Regions from separate parts of the Bombyx mori genome. Here region 1 is linked to region 2. The links are chromatin contacts, called in public Hi-C maps. All regions are on one chromosome and are shown on one strand. The core of a region is the stretch at or near the end of the contact, and the rest is flanking DNA. Distances in the headings are between cores, read along the strand shown. Region 1 holds the start of LOC101742002. Region 2 overlaps LOC101742143 (WD repeat-containing protein 43).

Evidence for each region. Hi-C and Micro-C count contacts between places; a contact is called where the count stands out from the background.
Region 1: a contact with region 2 is called in a Hi-C map of midgut, with 2.3 times the contacts expected there. The contact joins the promoter of LOC101742002 here to the enhancer-like site in region 2. A contact is called at or near these places in 5 of 7 Hi-C or Micro-C datasets (middle silk gland, midgut, posterior silk gland and 1 more).

The regions. Positions count from the first base shown.
Region 1 is chr24:7,795,871-7,801,986 of ASM3026992v2, forward strand. LOC101742002 reads right to left here and starts at 2,147. Exons shown (of 10, transcript XM_012697484.4): 1 at 92-2,147. The coding sequence starts at 1,865. It overlaps LOC101742143 (WD repeat-containing protein 43), which reads left to right. Exons shown (of 12, transcript XM_038019963.2): 2 at 3,741-3,967; 3 at 4,155-4,493; 4 at 5,340-5,506; 5 at 6,066-6,116. The coding sequence starts at 3,794.
Region 2 is chr24:7,750,565-7,756,598 of ASM3026992v2, forward strand. All of the region lies in intron 1 of LOC101742143 (WD repeat-containing protein 43), which reads left to right. LOC101742002 reads right to left here. Exons shown (of 10, transcript XM_012697484.4): 3 at 5,926-6,034; 4 at 4,940-5,114; 5 at 4,123-4,360; 6 at 2,768-2,986; 7 at 1,403-1,515; 8 at 774-982. Among protein-coding and RNA genes, the nearest start is that of LOC101742143, 13 kb to the left of the region's middle. Within about 2 kb of position 2,262, at least 3 of the 8 cell types and tissues checked have open chromatin away from gene starts, as enhancers often do.

The DNA of each region.
Region 1 (6,116 bases), core at 897-3,396, 45 kb after region 2:
GTCTATGACATTCCAGCCTGCTAGAAATGAAGTGATTGCGAGCACTTTAACTTGTCTATAACAATGAAAATTGTAAAAATTTTATACTCACGTTTACTGATATGTCGAGGGCTGAGAGGAGGACGATCACAATCAGTGTTAGCATAAGATCCAGTGGCCATGTTATTGTTATACTTCTTGACACTCTCTGCCCAGTCGTGAATCCAGGTCTTGTCACCCTTGCACCGGTTCATTGATATATAAGACAGTTGACCGACAGCCTGATCTGGTGTTATATCAGAAGACACTCCGCTATCATCCCTCATGGCCTTCTGAGCATTTCTCAATGCTGAGCTTTCAAATTCTGCATTTTCTAACTTCAGTTTAGAGCTCGGTAAAGAAACAGGTACTGATGACTCCCTTGACAATCTGTGTATATAGTCAGTTTGGTCTATTTCTGATTTAGTTAAGCTACATCGCCTCCCTGATGACGTGACCAATTTCGAAGGGTTTTTCGAACTTAACACCCCTGAAGTTGTCACAGAAGTGAAACTCCCGAAATCTGGTTCTTCGCCGTGGATCGGTGGTGATTTTGCAAAAGTTTTCTCAGTTATAGTTCTCACTCTATTCTTTATTTTCTCTAAGTAGCTTCTAGTCGATTTAATTTGCTTAGATGTTTGTGTTGCAAGATCATTCTCAGTGGGCGATTCATAACAGCAAGAGATCTCTAGAACATTTTTGTCTTTAGATACTTTGGGGACATTAAAACCTTTATTTGCTTCCACTGGACTCCTGAGATATGTATCTCTTCTTGGCTCTTTTGTGATCACTCTCTGTGTGAAGTCTAAAATCAATTCAGGGTCTCTACTACGTTGTTTAAATATTTCTTCATCCTTGATCAATTTTGTATCAAAATTTCTGTCAATGCTCATTCTGGCCTTCTGCTCTTCCGTATAATTATCTCCTTCAATGGTGTATGTACCGGTCGAGGAGTTATTAGATTCCCTATCAACTTCATCATCAATATACAATGTTTCTTTTATCATGCACTTCTTGAATAGGTCAGGTGTCTCTGATGTGGCACGGCCTTTTCTTGTTGATGGACTTTTATAGTGCTCAGGAGTGGGCACCCCATTGTCAGGGGTCAATATGTCAAGTTCCGGGCTAGATATGTCTGTGAGAAGGACTGCTTCAGGACTTTCATCTACTATATGTGTCACTGGTCTTGTTTGATAAAGGTTATTGTAACTTGGTGTACGATGCATTTCCTTTGAATATGTGTTGCTCTTTAGAGGAAGATTAAGAGCTTGCCGAGACAAGTATGAATAATTATCACTTCTTGACATTATACTGTCAACTATAGGACTTTTTGAGGCATGTTTTGTGTGTGCATCATTGACAGGAGATTTTATGTGCCTGTTTGTTATAGGACTATTAGTATGTGCTGGGTTTTGAGCTAAGGAGTTACGAATTTTGATAGAACCTGATAGACCACTATCCTCCTGGTCTGATGAGAAGTAACCTTCCGAGTTGTAACCCTGGGTCTTTCGAGGGAGTTTAGCGCTCATAGGTGGACGCTGGGCTGTGGGGCTCTGCCTAGTTAGACTTGCGGACATAGACTGAACTCTCTGATGACGCGCCTGAGACTTCTTAGCCAACTGCTCAAGTCTGCGATTGTCGACAGGTTTGCTCTCTCCAAAGTCGATCGTGAAGGCCATCGGGTGAATTTTGGGCGTGCTAGATTCGGATTTCTCATCCTGACCTACCTCAATCTCATCTTTCAAACTTTGGCTTTCCGACGATGATTTCGACAACGTCGGATCCAAGGTCGTACTCTGCCCATCGGACACAGGGCTCGGAACGTCCGCCTCGACACTGACACTCATGTTTCACCAAGGATTCGAATAGAATAATCATGACATCATAACACTGAACTATCACGCAACGCTTTGTTTCACAATCACAATATAGCACTAGGAAAACACTAATTAAGAAAATATTAACGTAAATATTTAAAAAAGAAACTGTCGCTTGGAAAAGTGGAACGAGAGCGTTAAATAAATGAAATAAAATCGTAACGAGCTCCACCTACATTCGCGGAGTACAAACGCGAGCGAGTCAGCCCGATTCACAATCCGAATTCCAATAAATGTCACTCAACGTGACAGGTGTTTACTAATTAAGGTCATGGAAGCAACACTAACCACAATCCTAACGTTTGTATTATTTTTCCTTGTTCTAGATTTTATTCTAGTAAGTAAAGAATATTGTAAACGAAACAAATTATTTTTAAAATTAAGGTTTTTAGGAAGCCTATTCTAAGATGTGTTTTGATTTTAGAAATTTAAACATATTTTATTCTTGGGAACACTTTCGTTCAGAAAATGTGTTACTAACTTTTAAAAATCAGATTAACACTTTTTGAGCTGAATTAATTATAAAATACAATTATATAAATGTATATATATTTAGACAAATCTCTGCAAATAACCACGATTTTACTGTAACTTTGTTTCATCCCATCTCAGCTCATTTCATTGATTTATATCCTAATTGATTTAAGGCTCCAATTAATCAACTAAAACTCATTTCATTTCAAAAATCAAAAAGATATGAGAGAAACGTGAAAATAGCCATAAACTTGTTACCCGTTACTCGGCGGCAAAATCTCTAAAAAAATCTCCTTTAATTTTTATCTCGTACGCACCGAAAAAAGAACATATTAATACATAAGCGCATTTATTTAATGGCCTGTATTTTTATCTATTCGCCAAGTTGTATTTTATTAAAACATAATTTGTTAAATGAGGTTAATTCAATCGAAGTTACGTGAAGGGGAATGATTTATCTAAAATTATAATAAACTCGAATGAAATTAAAGGACATGGAACAGGAAGACACAAGAGAAGAGGCTGAGGCGGCACGACTGGCGACTATTATTATAATATGCCGTCAACACCACGTCTCCCCCAAAATTCTAGATCTAAGGAGGAGGATTAGAACGACTGTCTCATCTCCCGCATCTCTGCTCCTTCATGCAACCAAGTAAATACATAATCACATTAATCTCGCAGCAGGCTAACATTAAAGCCTTTTCAGAACCATCCTACTCACAATGAGCTTCCTTGCCTACGTGGAATTACAGTACTGATACTATATTCCATCTCAGTGTCCACTCACTCCGGACTTGATATTAGCACTTGCAATCTACTCTCAGCTCCATAACACCATAGTCACTACCAACACCCTCGGTTTCAGGGGAGAATCCACATGGATTTCTCAAAACTCTCGCCAACACCAATTTTAAGAAACTATAACAACTTTCTGGCCGTTGGTCTACCTAGCAGAATACCCACTTGGTAGAAAATAACAACTTCTTTTGCTTTGCTTAAGTGATCTTATTTTTCAAAGCTAAGAACTACTAAGAAAAAAATGTTCAGAAACTAAGGTGACGGCGAAAGGGGATGGTTTAAAAAAGTTGGCATAAAAGAAAGCTTACTTTGTTGCTATCTAGTTTGAAGCTCTAAAACTAATAAAAACGAGAACCGTATTCTCCGTCTAATCATAATTAACTCTAATAAAAGTGTGACCTATTATTCGTCACTTAAGAATTAACATCAAAAACATTAGCTATAGATTAAAGATAACTTCACCGATTTACGCTAGCTCTACAGACAGTATGTCCTTAGCAGTCTGTGACTCTGTGGTCACTAATGTCATAAATTATGTTTATGTAACTGTCAACTACCTACTCGTTTCAGTCACAGATAGTACAATTCTAGTGTCAATGAAACCAGTTCGGAAGCAATGAAACATGGCAGAAGCTATGTTTTCCGAAGACGGGAAATACTATTCGACAATTACTAAAGATGGCAGACTTAAGATATGGGATACGGAGACCAACGTACTCAAACAGGAATACACACCTGATCTTCACTTAACATCACCTCCTACTTGCCTACAGTGGACAACCGTCAGTCAATCAGTTGTAAGTGAAAAACACGTGGTTATACCAAAATAACATAATGAAATAGACATAAATCTTGATAGTAAACTACAATACTAACCTGTAATGTACATAATAAAGTTAGAACTTTAAAATTTTTAAACATTTCCCATTTATTTACGTGTAAGTAAATACACACATAACCTCAAAGCTAACATTGTTTTCGCAGTCGAACTTAAAAGGGAACCGAAGCAATTCAAATGCGAGTACAAACGAAAATGAGTCCCAATGCATAGTATTAGGCACTACAAATGGTAAACTGTTAATATACTCAATAAGTCAAGCGAAAATAATAAATGTTTGGGTGCCCGCCAAACATTTTAGCGCTAAAGTGACCGCCCTGGATTGGAGTAGAAAATACGGTTTGTACAGCTGTACTAAGGACAGTAGAGTCTATGAGTGGAACATAGAAGATGGTTCAGTTAAACAAACCTATAATATTTCTATTGAAAATAATACGAAGCAGGGGAGCAATATAAACGCCATAAAAATTATACCACACAATCAGGTGAGCTATATTTTCATATGTTTAAGTGCTTGATATTTACTTTTACTAGAGTATCATAGTATGGAATATAATGTACTTTGAAAAGCAATAGCTAATATATGGTTTAATAAACAAGTGTATCAGTATCAGATTTAGTTTAGACTTGTAACTATGCCTTAGCTAGGTTGCTCGGACAGATAATGCCCCTGGACTCCTGTAATCTACTAGATGATAGGAAAATGTTTACTCAACTGTAATTTTAATGAAAACCATTTAATTATTCTCAGTCTTAATATAATATTGATGAAAGTAATGTTCACTTGATAATATTAATTGCTATCTTATGGAAAAAATCAACATTGAAAAGTAATTGCCTTCTTAAGTAAATAACATTTTTAGTGAATAATAAAGAATAATATATAACAGCATACATAGTGATGTCTATGTATAGAGTGTATATCTATTGTGAGTCGGCACGGGTACCACCAACCTGCCTATTTCTGCCGTGAAGCAGTAACGTGATTGAAGGGCGTGGCAGCCGTTGTACTGTTAAAATGAGACCTTACAACTGGAGTCTCAAGGTGGTGGTGGCATTTACATTGTACATGTCTATAGGCCCCCGGTATCCACTTAATACCAAGTGAGCTGTGAGCTCGTCCAACCATCTAAGCAATAAAAACAAAATAATAATACAAAAGACTCACTTAACAATACATGAGCTTAAGACATTGGAGTAATTTAAAAAAAAAAGGAATCTATCACACATTCTTCCTTTCATTGTTCAATTCATTCATGATAATGATTCCTTGGGGAATTTCATTAATGTAGTAGTTTTTTTTTTTATGAATTGAAATATATTTTTTCCAGCACAAGAAATCCCGGTACTTAGTAACTGCATCATATCAGCTCAGTCTTTGGAGGCTTCACAATAAAGATGTGACATTGATCAAGAGCTTAGGATACAGTACTTCGCAGACCGCTATTCTGTCACTTGTCAGTTTCAATGACACATATTACATTGTTGAAGGGTCAGAGTAAGTACAAAGCTTTTATTTATATACAATGTTTGACACATTGCTTAACAACTAACTTTGTACATCCAACTTCCCCAAACTAGACTTTCCATTATGAATTATGTAATGGAAACAGATATACATTAAATTACTACTATCATGATTAAGGCACAAACCTTAATTTTAATGACTGCAAGCCAATTAATTGGCTTTTCAATTGGCAAAACTTATCAATAAATCAAATATTTTCTTTAGGTATCAATGATTATCTGTTTTGTTTGTAACTCTATACTAATCTCTTCATATCCTTATAATATAGTACTTCTGTCAATATGCTAGTTTTTACTGTGGGGCAACCTTAAACATTATGGCAGGTAACCATTACAAAAAACACAAGATATTTGACAGATGATTGAATCTGACATTCATTACATTTTCAAGATAATTTTCCATATAAACAAATTCTGAAGAACAACATTCGATCGTCGGTCTACCGAGCAATATCACGCTCGATAAAAGATCTTTCCTTCCCCAAAACATGATTGGTCCGTAAAATGTTCATTAAACTGCTTCCTTACAGGAATGAACGTCTTCTATCGTTCTGGGACGTGACTGTTACTGATGAAAGCAC
Region 2 (6,034 bases), core at 1,012-3,511:
ATGTAAATAGCAACTCTAACATATCAAACCCTACAATGTAGACCACTATTAACTGCTTAATAACATCAGTTTAATGCTCAAAACGTAATATAGCCTTTGCAATTTACTTTTGTTGAAAAAAATATATTTCGAGGCTATACGCTCCACATTGCTTTGCTAGATTTCAGATTTAAAAAAAAATCTTTTTTCTTACATAATATTATTTAAAGTGACAAGCAATGAATCTTTGTTTTGTAGGTGCTAATCTCTTCACAAAAACGACATTTTGGAAAGGCCCACTAGGTAAAAGGAATAGAGGTAGACCGTTGACTCGTTGGGAAGATGAGATTATAAGGACAGCCGGTCCAAACTGGAAAAATATCGCATAGGAGAGAAGACAATTGGGCATCTTTGGAGGAGGCCTTTACCCAATACTAGGTTTCCATATAAAACTACCAAAGTGTATTAAATTAGTTAAGTTCTCATACTTGTTAATAAATGTTAAAGTATTTAGTAGGAAATAAAAGGTTTATTATTATTATTATAATCTCTTCAAGGAGAAAAATAAACAGTTAAAACGCATCTCTTAATTCCACCTAGAGAGGTAAATGTAAGATACTCGAATCAGTTATTGAACGACTACCCTCAAAAACGAACTAGAAAGTTTGTTTTCTTCCTGATATATGTAGATGGCACTAGTAGTACAGACCTGGCAATGCCACCAATAGACTGATTACCTAGTATCTACTACTGTCTACTACTACTACTACTAATCTCAGTACTACCCTGCTCACCCATTTCATAATGCTGCGCGCTTCCTCGGCTGATTTTGGTTTCGCCCAGAACACCAACGTAGGTCTTGCTGGGGTCCCTCCTCAGGAAGTTCTTCGGGGAGGTGTCATTTTTGTACTTCGAGATATCCATGTAACGGGGCTGGATGTCTTTGGGCTTCTTCTGCGATATCGACGTGGTGGACGAGGTCATCGAGAAATCACCGCTGTACCTGTTTGGGGAGTTTTTTTTTTCTTTTTAATTATGGCAATATTTTTTATTCCCAGCCTTGAGTTTGGGTAATTTAAATAAAAAATCCGCATTTTTTTAGATGGTTGAACGAGCTCACAGCCCACCTAGTGTTAAGTGGTTACCATAGACACCTACAACGTAAATGCCGCCACACACCTTGAGATATGAGTTCTAAGGTCTTAGTATAGTCACAACGGCTGCCCCACCCTTCGAACCGAAACGCATTACTGCTTCAGGGCAGAAATAGGCAGGGCGGTGGTACCTACCCGTGCGGACTCAGAAGAGATCCTACCACCAGTAATTAAACACTTAATGATTCACAAAAACAACTAGCAATCAATGTAACATAAACGGAATATAGATCATGAACTAGTTTAGCTATAGAATGAGTTAAATTTACCTCTGTTTGGGAGGGACGGTGCCTCTCTTTGCGCCCGCGTGCCTCAACACCACAGGAGCACTCTCTGTTCCACTCTCGCCCTCCGTGTCGCTAGTACCAGTCGTCAAGGAGTGCTGCAAAGAAACAGTCCTATAATCTAGCAACACCAATGTGGTCTATACTCCCACATATTATTTTACACTTAGACACATTTACATACACCACACATCTACATTTTTATTCCGATACAAATTTTAGCCGTGTCGATGCGCACCAGTCGGCTACATTGGACACACGCACAGAAAACCGGTTTGCTGTAACATCAGGCCGGTAGGTCATCGTCCGCGCACAGCAGCGCGCTGACTTCAGTCAGAGCCTACCCGCATCGACGCCCACTTACGCTTTGCTCCGATTAATTTTTGTGGTTACCGCCTACGACATTATCAAGATAAGCTTGCATATGAGTCGATTATTATCAAAGCCGGCAATGTGACTTTTGGACAATTATTGGTAAATCAGAAAAACGAATTATTGACTTTGTATTCCATTGGCAGTCACAAAACTCTTCTGAACGACATCTTAGATAAATAACAGGTTAAGTATTAACCTTTATTTAATGCAGGTTTTGAACCGTATTCTTTGAAGGAGACGATTATATTCAAATCAATCTGTATTGACATATCAATAAGATTTTTTTATCCAAATGCACAGATTGCCACCTTTGATAATAGACAACTCATATATACAAGTTCCGAACAACAACGTTGGAACAGTCGGTCTACCGAGCAATATCACCAGCTCAGTGGAAGATATTCCTTACGTCCAGTGTTCGGGGATGTCGTTAAACTAGATTCGAATTATAGTTTAGCGAGTGGGCGAGTACTCGCACGCGACTAAACGCAGCTTCATTTCGTGTGACCTCACATCACCTGACGTTCGTACCGGCCAGTATTATTGGCAGTTTGTTTTTGTATATCAGAGCGTGTTCTGACTATACTCATTCAGTGATCGCTCAGGTTTGAGCCCCGTGAGCTCACCTAAACGTCCGGTTACGCTGGCATTACCCCCTAGGACCCAGGTTACCAGCTTAAGTAAAAAAATAATTATGTAATTTCTCATCGTAACTGTCTAATTGGTGTCATGGCGACGGATGCTTTGACAACTGATAGATGCGCATGCGCAAATCAGATCATAATCGTTTGAAATTACTGCAATCATTACCTATTTTAAATAACAGATATAAGTAAAGAGTTAAAAGAGGTCGTGCCGAAATAATCTAAGTCATATTTTTTTATCGGGACTTTCGGGAAAAAGCATAATATATTAATTTACGGAAATGCGTTATAAATAAAAATAGGAACGTAAAAATTAAATTAAATGTCTTACTTTTTCATGACTAAATATAGAAGAGTTCCTTGGACTGCTGCCGTTTGTGGTGGAGTTTGTGTCGCTGTCTAGAACAAAAGTTCTCCTCTTGTCTATGGCGACATCGTCTCTTGTCTTTGTAATGAAGTCTATATTCTCTTTGGTGGGCGTGACGTCATCCAATATGAACGTCTTTCTTTTGTCCTGTTCCCGCCTTTTCTTGTCCGCCTGTTGGTTCACCTGTAATTAATTCATATTCAGGGTGAGGTAATGAGATATGGCTTCGGTAGGCAGCGGCTTGGCTCTGCTGAAGTCCATGGGCGACGGTAATCACTCACCATCATGTGGGCCGTATGCTCGTCTGCTTACAAGGGCAATAAAAAAAAATTAGGTGGATTGGTGACAAATGACTTGCGACTAGCGATCGTAGATTCAATTCCTACATCAGACAAGCATTCGTGTGATGAACAGATTTGTTTTCCCTTTGTCTGGGTGATTATCTATACTTCTATACTAATATATAAATCTACAGTGGTTTTTACGGATGTTCCATTATAACTACTGAACCGTGCATCTGATTGACTTGAAACTTGGTATCCATGTAGAAAATACAATATGTACTTAATGGATAGGTTAACATTTATATGAGGGTTGGACTCCCTACACCAGTTGCGGGGGCGTTAATGATGAGAATCTTTGTGGGGGTGAGAAATAATAATGTTAATTTTAAATGCCCAGCGAAGCGGTCGGGTACAGCTAGTTATTTATATGTGTATATATTTAAATGTATATAAGTATGTATGTCTATCTCTGGTACCTATAACACAAGGAATACTAATTTGGGGTCGAATGACCGTGCATTACCACAAAACTTGCCTTCTACTTTGAATAGTCGAAGATAACTTGTATCAAAGCAATCGACACTTCAAAGCTTTCTTTTGAGGCAGCAGAATACGCGATGTGATGACCATAAATAGCATTGGAACCACCCCTAATATGGCGTGCAGAACTGGTGTTAAAATTGTGGACCAAACAAAAGTGATTTTTTCATTTAGTGCCAACCCTAACGGAGTGCCAACAAGGGCACTTCGTTACTTTTTACTGGTGGTAGGACCTCTTGAGAGTCCGCGCGGGTAGGTACCACCACCCCGCCTATTTCTGCCGTGACGCAGTAATGCGTTTCGGTTTGAAGGGTGGGACAGCCGTTGTAACTATACTTGAGACCTTAGAACTTATATCTGAAAGGTGGGTGGCGCATTTACGTTGTAGATGTCTATGGGCTCCAGTAACCATTTAACATCAGGTGGGCTGTGAGCTCGTGCACCCATCCAAGCAATAAAAAAAGGACTTCGATTTTAAACAACAATTGGCCGTACCTGAAAATTAGCCACATAACTCCTGCCCAGCTTCACGTCACTGTTCAGGGCCTGTCTCCTCAGACTGTGGCAGTCCCTGGACCTCAGCTCGACGATGTCGGAGTGCGTGGACGTGATCATAGGGTCGACCGGTAACGCGTGGAGGTCGTCTTCGGACTCCTCGGAGGTGTAGTCCAGGGTCAGATCCGCTATATTGGTCGTGTGGAACGACTGCGATCGATGCACCGGAGACGAGTGACTGGAATAATAGCAGGTTTTTTTACCTACCCAAGCTGGTAGGTAGCCTTGAGAGGCTATGCCAGCGTAACCGAGCGAGTAGGTGAGCTCACGGGGCTCAAACCTGACAATGTTGCTAACACTAGCCCTAGCGAGAGCAGCACTTCGCAGAATCTACTACCGAATCGGAAACGCGACCCACTGAGAAGATTCGGTGAGAGACCACTCCAACGATCTATTAAACTATCCCTTGGCCCATCGTTCCAGAAGTGGACACAATTATTGTTAATGCGCTACCTAGGAGGCTTCCGGCTATAGGGCAACATCTATAGAGAATATCTATATCTATAGAGAAACATCAATATACGCGAAATCGTAATTGCCTCCGTCTGCTTTTGGTGATGTTCTATCCCAACGAAGACTCTAATGCGAGTTATTGAATCACAGAGCAATCTTAGAGGGTAGTTAAGAAAAACAAAATCATCCATAAACATTACAAGACTAGTTTTGACTTCATCCAATCGACAGATTTGTGGAAAAGACTAGACAGGATATTTCAAACATTTATGATTCAATGTTAAACAGTGAAAGAGCGTCTCACCTAGGGGAACTGAGGTCGTCCTTATTTTCCTGCCGTTTCGACATCTGTTGCCGTCTCCTGCCTTCCTGGGCCGCCTTCATCGGGTCATAGGAAGAACGCTTCTTCCAGTTGGAGAATTCCACCTCCTTTGTGGCTAACGCCGATGAAGACCTGTGCTGGCTTGGTTTCTTTTGACCTAAAGATCCAATAATTGAAGCTTACTAAGTTTCCCTTTTGAGAATCTCATAAAACATTGAAGTAGAGTTTGTTTTAGTAAACAAAAATTCGTGACTATTCACACAGTTTCATTTTCAATTTAAAATTAAACCCAAACCCTGGATGATTTAAATAATTTGTTTACTACCAAGTTTCAGAACTGCATTAATCCAATGCAAGCTTATCTGCATTACAATCTTTATTACGTACTTATAAGTTTAACTTCGCACGATTGACCCAAAAATGAAACATTCCTAATACAATGAATGTAATGATGACTAATCTCTTTCTAAATGAAAACGCCGTGAGAAGCCGTCTTGGTCTGAAGGATAAGACGTCTGGTATACTTTTATTTCCCCCTACCAAATCACTGGCAACCTAAAGGCACTATTACTCCAACTACTCTCACAGCTCACGGACTCAACTTGAAAAAAATTGCTAACACTAGCCCTAGCAAGAGCAGTGCTTCACAGAAGCTACTAGCGCATCGGAATCGCGACCCACTGAGGAGATCCGACGAGTAAGTGGCTTGTGTCTATGGGTTAGTTTGCACGTCGAACTCGTATTGAGCGAAGCAATTACACCGGTCTTCGAATCTAGCAGGCAGGTACCAATATACTCTAATGAAATACGTACTTAACTGACGTTCACGAAATACTTCCACGACAAAGAAATACTATCATGTAATAAAATCAACGACACAAAAATTATTATTGGCTTAATCACGATACAACTGAGATGTATACCTCATTTTTTAAGGAAGGTCGCGGCATTTTAATTGTCATGGCTACCTTTTTCCTGGGTCTTCAATTGCACCTCTCTCGTTGAAGATCTGGACTTTGTCAGCCGACTGATCATGGCCTGCCGCGTCGGCTCCGATATCCTCCTGCTCTGGTGTCC